Linked DNA regions of Oryctolagus cuniculus: region 1 is linked to region 2. Evidence: chromatin contacts called from public Micro-C data. All regions are on one chromosome and are shown on one strand. The core of a region is the stretch at or near the end of the contact, and the rest is flanking DNA. Distances in the headings are between cores, read along the strand shown. Region 1 holds the start of TTC32 (tetratricopeptide repeat domain 32). Region 2 overlaps HS1BP3 (HCLS1 binding protein 3).

What was found. Hi-C and Micro-C count contacts between places; a contact is called where the count stands out from the background.
Region 1: a Micro-C map of ear pinna shows a contact between it and region 2, with 4 times the contacts expected there. The contact joins the promoter of TTC32 here to the enhancer-like site in region 2. A contact is called at or near these places in 3 of 6 Hi-C or Micro-C datasets (ear pinna, embryonic fibroblasts and an unstated tissue).

Annotation. Positions count from the first base shown.
Region 1 is chr2:182,627,212-182,631,182 of mOryCun1.1, reverse strand. It overlaps TTC32 (tetratricopeptide repeat domain 32), which reads right to left and starts at 2,290. Exons shown (of 3, transcript XM_051840560.2): 1 at 2,151-2,290. The coding sequence starts at 2,275.
Region 2 is chr2:181,983,329-181,987,126 of mOryCun1.1, reverse strand. All of the region lies in intron 4 of HS1BP3 (HCLS1 binding protein 3), which reads right to left. LOC138848666 (a long non-coding RNA gene) reads left to right here. Exons shown (of 2, transcript XR_011386772.1): 1 at 1-1,841; 2 at 2,054-3,466. Among named protein-coding and RNA genes, the nearest start is that of HS1BP3, 15 kb to the right of the region's middle. Within about 2 kb of position 1,721, at least 1 of the 8 cell types and tissues checked has an H3K27ac peak or open chromatin away from gene starts, as enhancers often do. A contact at or near this core is called in ear pinna, where this site is marked.

The sequences.
Region 1 (3,971 bases), core at 1,041-3,540, 640 kb before region 2:
TTTTGCAATGAAAAAAAAAATCAAACAGCTAGAAATAGAAGGCATCTAAACATAACAAAAGCCATTAAAACAGGAACAAGGCAAGGATGCTTACTTTCACCACTCCTTTTCAACACAGCACTGGAAGTTGTAACCAGGGAAATTAAAAGGTAAAAGCCATCTGAATTAGGAAGGAAGAAGAAAAGTTATGTGTGCTCACAATGATATGCTCCTATGTGAGACATCTTCAAAAAGTTCATGAAAACGGGCATTATGAAAACACTATGCATGGATTTCAAAAAATGTGTGCGCTGAAATAAAGTTGTACTTCCTAATTATAACATCTGAACAACATTTAGTTTGAGACACTGAGAAGAGTAAGACATGTGGAAAAGCACCATCAGAGCAACATGAACTCTGCTGAAACTGAAGACAGAACAAATACCAAATTTATGACGAAGCTTGGGTAGAGGAATGGTGAGATCACGGAAGTCTTATAAAAAGTTTACGGAGACAGCTCCCCAAAATCCACATTTACAAATGGATAGCTCATTTTAAGAAAGGACAAGGTGACGCAGCCAGTGAAGTTGCTGTTATGACTCTGACATTCCATATTGGGGTGCCAGTTTTAGTCCCAGCTGCTCTGCTTCCAATCCAGCCCCCTGCTAATGTGCCTGGGAAGGCAGTGCATGATGACCCAAGTACTTGGGCCCCTGCCACCCACATGGGAGACCTGGATGGAGTTCCTGGTTCCTGGCTTCAGCCTGGCCTAGCCCTGTATATGCAGCCATTTGGGGAGTGAACCAGAGATGGAATCAATCTCTCTCTCACTCTCTCTTCCTTCACCTTTAAAATAAATAAATAATTCTTTTTTATAATAATTATATAGTAAGTTACTTAAAAAAAAAAAAAGATGTGAAGATGAAACAAACTAGCGATAAACAATCCATATCACTTTATAAGGAAAAAAAAATGACCTTTACAGACCCTAACTGAAGAGGCCCAATGATTAATAGCAGGAACAAAAGCCAACACATAGACATCCCAATTGGTTTAGCTTACACATTCTGACTGAAAAATTACTGTGCAGTGAACTTTGCTCAGTAGGCGCCAAAACTGTTGTGCCCAAATAAGCTGCAGATAAGAGCATAGCTTTCATTGAAACTCTGAAACAAGTAGTATCAAGATCAAGTAGTATTAAGTAGTATTAAGATCCTGAATTATTTCTTCAAAAGAAGGAGATGAAAGATGGTTTTACTAGTACAATCCTGAAGCAAAAGCAAACTATAGCAATGGCTACCAAGATGCTGAAATAATTCAATCAAAGCAAAAGCAGACCAGTCAAGAGGAAAGATCATGGCAACAGTTTAGGAGGATGTTCAAGGCATTTTAAAAAAAAATATATATATATATATATTTTTTTTTTTGGACAGGCAGAGTGGACAGTGAGAGAGACAGAGAGAAAGGTCTTCCTTTGCCATTGGTTCACTCTCCAATGGCCGCCGCAGCCAGTGTGCTGCAGCCGGCGCACCGCACTGATCTGAAGCCAGGAGCCAGGTACTTCTCCTGGTCTCCCATGGGGTACAGGGCCCAAGCACTTGGGCCATCCTCCACTGCACTCCCGGGCCACAGCAGAGAGCTGGCCTGGAAGAGGGGCAACCGGGACAGAATCCGGCACCCTGACTGGGACTAGAACCTGGTGTGCCGGCGCCGCTAGGCGGAGGATTAGCCTAGTGAGCCGTGGCACCAGCCTTAAAACATATTTTTAAAAAGATTTATTTGAGGGCCGGCACTGTGGCATGGCTGGTAAAGCTGCTGCCCGCAGTCCCGGCATCCCAGATGGGTGCCAGTTCGAGACCCGGCTGCTCCACTTCCCATCCAGCTCTCTGCTATGGCCTAGGAAAGCAGTGGAGGATGGCCCAGGTCCTTGGGCCCCTGCACTCACATGGGAGACCTGGAGGAAGCTCCTGGCTCCTGGTTTCAGATCGGCACAGCTCCAGCCACTGCAGCAACTGGGGAATGAACCAGCAGATGGAAGACCTCTCTCTCTCTCTGCCTTTCCTTCTCTGTGTAACTCTTTCAAATAAATAAATAAATAAATCTTTAAAAACGAAAGATTTGTTTGAAAGGCAGTGACAGGGAGTGCATGCATCATCTGCATGTTCACTTACCAAATGGCCACAAGAGCTAGGGCTGGACCAGGCTGAAGCCAGGAAACACAAGCTCCATCAGGTCTCCCACGTGGGTGGCAGGAACCCAAGTGCTTCAGCCATCGTCTGCTACCTTCGAGGTGCATTAGCTGGGAGCTGGATCAGAAGCAGAGTAGCCAGAACTCCAACTAGCAGTAGAATATGCAATGCAGGCATCCCAAACAGTAACTTAACTTACTGCACCACAAAACCTTCCCCCAAACAAGGCATTTTTTATTTGCATGTGAGGAGAGGGAGAGGGAGAGGGAGAGGGAGAGGGAGAGGGAGAGGGAGAGGGAGAGGGAGTGAGAGAGAGAGAGAGAGAGAGAGAGAAGGGGAGAGGAAGGAGGGAGAAAGAGATTGATCCCATCTGATGGTTCATTCCCCAAATGCCCACAACGGCCCCTGGTGGGGGATGCAGTTGGGAGCCAGAAGCCAGGAGCTCAATCTAGGGCTCCCACATGGGCTGGCAGAAACTCAGTTACCTGAGCCATTACTGCTGCTCCCAGAGTCTACATTTGTGGGAAGCTGGAGTCTGAAGTGGAACTGGGTATCAAACCTAGGCACTGATTTGAAATGCCAACATCTCTCTTTGACGTTTTGCCCAACGACTTTCTTGAGGGCCAAAATGCGTGAGAAAGTTTTAAAAAAAAATGCCCAGTGAAGTTTGACAACAGAGTCCTTCCCCACAATGATAATGCTTCTGCTCATTCCTCTCATCAAACAAGGGCAATTTTGTGAGCTGTGCTGGGAAATTATTAGACATCCTCCTTATGGTCCTGGTTTGCGTCCTGTTGTCATCATGTTGTTTCCCAAGATCAAAAAGCACCTTTAAGAGTGCCCAGTTGTCTTTGGTTAGTGACAGTGTTAGTTTCCCAGGGTCCTCAGTTCTCCAGTGATGGGACTAAATGGTTGGATTCATTGCTCAGAGAAGTGTCTTGAACTTGATAAAGCTTATGTTGAGAAGAAAATTTACATTTTTATTTTTTAATTCCACTTTTCACTAACCTTTTGAAATTCCTTCATATATAAACAACCTAAATATTAAAAAACAGAAAAATGAATTCAGCAAAATACCAACGCAAATAATCAGCATACAGGAATCAGTTGCATTTCTATACAACTATACATACTTCTTTTTATCTCTAGCAATACTCATGGCTTCAAGTCTACTTTGGTGTTAACAGAAGCACACATTTTCCTATCCTTACTATTTGCACATCTTTTCTCATTCCTTTACTTCCGACCTATCTCTACTTTTAAACAGAATATTGCTTTTTAAAATCTATTTTGACAATCTTTTACTTGGAGGGTTTAGTCCATTAACATTTAAAATCCTTCAAATAGCAGACTTTAGGTCTACCACCTTATTATTTGATTTCTATTTGTCTCAACTACAACTTGTCCTTTTTTTCTTAAATTCTTCTACATTAAATGGTTCTTGTTCCATTTTTTTTCTCTAGTATCTTTACTTTTGCTTTATTAATTAGCTTTGTTGTGATATAATTTTAGAGAAATCTCTTAGGAACTGGTCTCTCGTTATAAAGACATAATACTCATACAGCAACTCAATTTCACCTCAATTTCTTTTTCTTAAATCCAAATAAAAATAAAATTACCATGTTAAGTAAACCATTGGATGAGTTTTGACAAATACATAATAATGTACTTACCATCCAAATCTTTTGTACTTCTTTGAAGTCAAACCCCAGCCTTCTCCTGGACCTCAGATACCTCAGTACTTTTTGTCTTTCATAGAATTTTCTATAAATAACATACAATAGGTCATCTTTTGTGTCTGGC
Region 2 (3,798 bases), core at 472-2,971:
CCAGGGCCTCTCGGGAAGTAGAGCTGAGGCAGGGGCAGGGGACACACACGAAGAGGCAGGCGCTGCCCCTGCGACAGCTGGGCCATTCCACTTCCGTCTGTCCAACAGGCTTGGGTTCCGCATGAAATCTCTCTTGTATCAAAGACTTTGCTGCTGGATTTATGGTGGAAACTGCCCTCCCATTGTCGCCCTTATCAGCGCAGTCACTCACCCAGACCAGGTGCAGTGACCTGGATGGGGCAACTCGGCTGCTGAAATGCACCTGTGACCACTCGACAGGCCCAGGGCGTAGCCCGAGGGCGGCGGCGGTGGTGGCGGTGTCACCTGCCTCCTGCATTCCTCACTGCTTTGCTCCCAGCGTAGGCCAGGGCTGCGTGCATTGGAGGTACAAGGCGAGGTAAGGACAGCGAGTCCCTGCTCAGGGCCCCCGCAGCAGAACCAGGGAACTCCTCTGGCAGGAGGCTGCGTGGGAGGGGGAACCCACGGGGCAGCAGGCGGAGCGGGGAGCAGAGAGGAAAGGAAGCCCCCTCCCCCGCCCCACACAGCCCTCCCTCCTTGGCACCCACTCACCCGCCATTCTCCATGCCTCTTTCCCTCTGGGCATCTCCGAGACCTTGATGGAATCTGGTTTCTGGGGTTTCTCAAACATGAACTTGCACGGGAATCTGCACAGAGTCTAGGCCCCTCCATGGTCGAGGGGACCTGGGAATCTGCATCTCCTCCAAGCTCCAGGCTGGGCCAGGCTGCCGGCTGGCAGAGGGCAGGTCTGGGTGCCCAGAGTAGAGCTGGGATGTCGGAGGACCCCAGTCCAGGAGTGACGGCAGCGCCATTTAGCAAAAGGTACCCAAGGGGAGGCAGCTCCTGGCACCTTGGGGGACCGCCTTACTTCTGAATCCTGGCTTAGCAAATCTGGGGCCAGCCAGCAGTGTGCCAGGGGCACCCAAAACCACAGAACCACAGCAACCATTGGGGAGTAAGATGTTTTTATGTTAGAACACGTGGTTGTTGTAAGAACGATAAAGCAAACTCTACACAAAACACTATGAAAAAACAACACTGCAGAGACATACCCAGCATCGCCACTTGAGGCCACAGCACGGCCTGCCCCTCTGAGGGAGCCAGGGGAGCCCCGCCAGGGCACATTCACACAGGAGCCAGCCTGGCCCGGCCCACCCCGTGAAGCTGGGTCCTCGGCTGAGACCTCAGAGACCTGGAGGCGGCTCCTTGGGACAGAGAAGTGGGCAGCAGCGGCCTTGGACAGGCAGGGTTTAGAAAAGCAGATGAGGCCCCCCCAAAAGGAGGAGTCAGCCTTTAAAAAAGCCCTCTGCTGGAGCCCCCAGGGAAGCAGGGGGACCTTGCCCGGGGCCCTGTGAAAAGCTCAACAGGAGGGAAGCTCTGCACCTGCCCAAGTCCCTCCAGCTCCTGGCCACGCCCCTCGCAGACACAGACCCTAGGGACCAGCCCAGGGGCTGAGGGAGCCCTGTGTTTACCAATCCGCACCAACCAGTGCAGAAGCTGAGAGAAAGCGGAGGAGGGAACAGCACACGCAGCACAAGCCCAGGCTGGCACGGAGACGCCAGCCCTCATCGGCATACACATGGAGGGAGCAAGGCCCTTGCCCCGCGTGGTCAGTGCTTCCACACGAGCCGGGTGTTTCCGGTCACCAGAGCCTGGCCCCCAGAAGGTGGACCTGCGAGAGCAGAACTTCAACTTGCTCAGAGCCGGGCAGTCTCTGAGATAGGAAGCTAAATACAAAAATGACGTCCGACCACGGGGAGGAGCAGACGGAGCACTGAGCGGCAAGGCAGAGCGGACAGCAGCAGCCTGCGCGGCGTCTGCAGGTAGTGGGATGGCGCAGGGACAAGAAAATCCCAGGGGATGCGGGAAGCAGCAGCGTTGGGAGGGGCTGGGGCCAGGCTTTTCTACCGTGGAGTGCTGTCTAATTAGGTGTCACAGAGCCCATCTTTCCCCTAATCAAAGCCCGGCTGGAAAGACAAAGGAACGCGGGGCCAGCCCGGGCTCTGCTTTGTGCTGACAACTCCCACCCTTCCAGGCAGCTCTGCGGTGGAGCCACAGCGCCCCACCGTGGCTGTGGCTGGGAAGGACCGAGGCCTGGCACACGCACCAACCCCAAAGTGCATTTTCCTACCCCAAAAAGAAGCCGCGTCGCTAGGTGCCTTCTGCAGCTAGAAGCTAGAAGCTGGCTGTCTCCGTTTGGCACCACGTGTGGTTACTCAGAACAATGGGAGCATGACTGTAAACAACACCTTCCCCTCAGCAAAACAAGGGCCCGAGAGGGGCCACGCTGATCAGGAGCGGTTGTTACGGGCCTCTCCCTGCCCTCCCAGCCCCCTCCCTCGGGGCCCTGAACCCCGCTCCAAATGGCCACCTGGGGCCCGACTCTGGGGTGCACCATGCGCCCAGGCACTCCAGGACGCTGACTCCCAGCTCTGCTTCTGCAGCGGCTCCCCGAGACCTGGGCACCTTTCCTCCATGTGGACCCCCGCCCCACCACGCTGGTCTCACGACCCCAACACCCCCACCCCACCCCGGGAAGAGTCTGCGCACTGCAGGCAGAGCCCTCAGGGCTGCCTCCCGCAGGCTGTTCAGGTGTACTCCCAGTCAATCAGCTCTACCTCCTTTCTGGAGCAGCACCCACAGACAGGCATCTGTCCCCCGCGGACCCAGGCCTCCAGTGGATGGCTGAGACACTCCTGTCCCACGGGGGAGGAGGGCCCCCAGGTGTGGGCGGGCCCCGGCTCCACAGGACGATGGGGCCATGAGGACAGCCGACCGCTACCGGTCATGTCCACTGTTGGAATTTTCACAGGAGCCCTAAGCCGCAGGTGCTGCCAGGACTCCGGCCTCACTGGGGAAAGCTGAAGGGAAGAGGAGCAGGCTGGGTACAAGGCTGCGCAGGCAGAGCCGGGATTCCAGCCCCGCCAGCCCGGCTCCAGGTCCCAGGGTCCCACATGGCGCCCATCCTGCACCAGCATCCTCAGCTGTTGGGTCTCCAGCAGGGCACTGGCCTCTGTGGGCTTCAGGGCCTTTGCTCTGTGAAATGGGACCTAACAGCAGCTTGCAGGGCAGGGACCGATGAGACTTGGCCTGCGTGGTACAGAGCACAGCGCTCAGCATGCAGTAGGTACTCAGTTCCAGGCTGGCGCTGCGGCGCAGCCGATTAAGCCACTGCTTGAGACGCCAGCATCCCGTATCAGAGGGCTGGTTCGAATCCCAGTTACTCGGCTCTGATCCAGTTTCCCGCTAACGTGCCTGGGGAGACAGCAGATGATGGCCCAAGTGCTTGGGTCCCTGCCACCCAACGTGGGAGACCAGTTCCTGGTTCCTGGCTTTGACCTGGGCTGACCCCTGCCTTTGTGGCTATTTGGGAAATGAACCAGTGGATGGAAGATCTCTCTCTCCCTCTCTCTGTCACTCTTTCAAATAAATAAAATAAATCTTAAAAACAGATATTAGCCCCATTTTTGTTCAAGCCAAGAAGAAAAGAGTGAGGGTGCTGGGGTGGCCCTTAGAGAGCCTATTCCCTTCTGGTTGCTTTGCCCTGCCCAAGCCTCTGAGCCCGGTCCACGGGCAGGCCCTGGGAGCAAGTGTGGCCCCACAGGCCCTTCTCGCGGCCTTGGCCCTGGACCCCGCCCTGCTGCAGGGCCGCCCACGGAGCAGGGGCTCAGGAGCAGCCGCTGACCGGCTGAGGGCAGCTGGAGGGCTGGGAGAGGGAAGGGACAAGGAGGTGAGGGAAGCAGGACACCGCCCGGAAGGGATCTGCAAGACCTCGGCTGG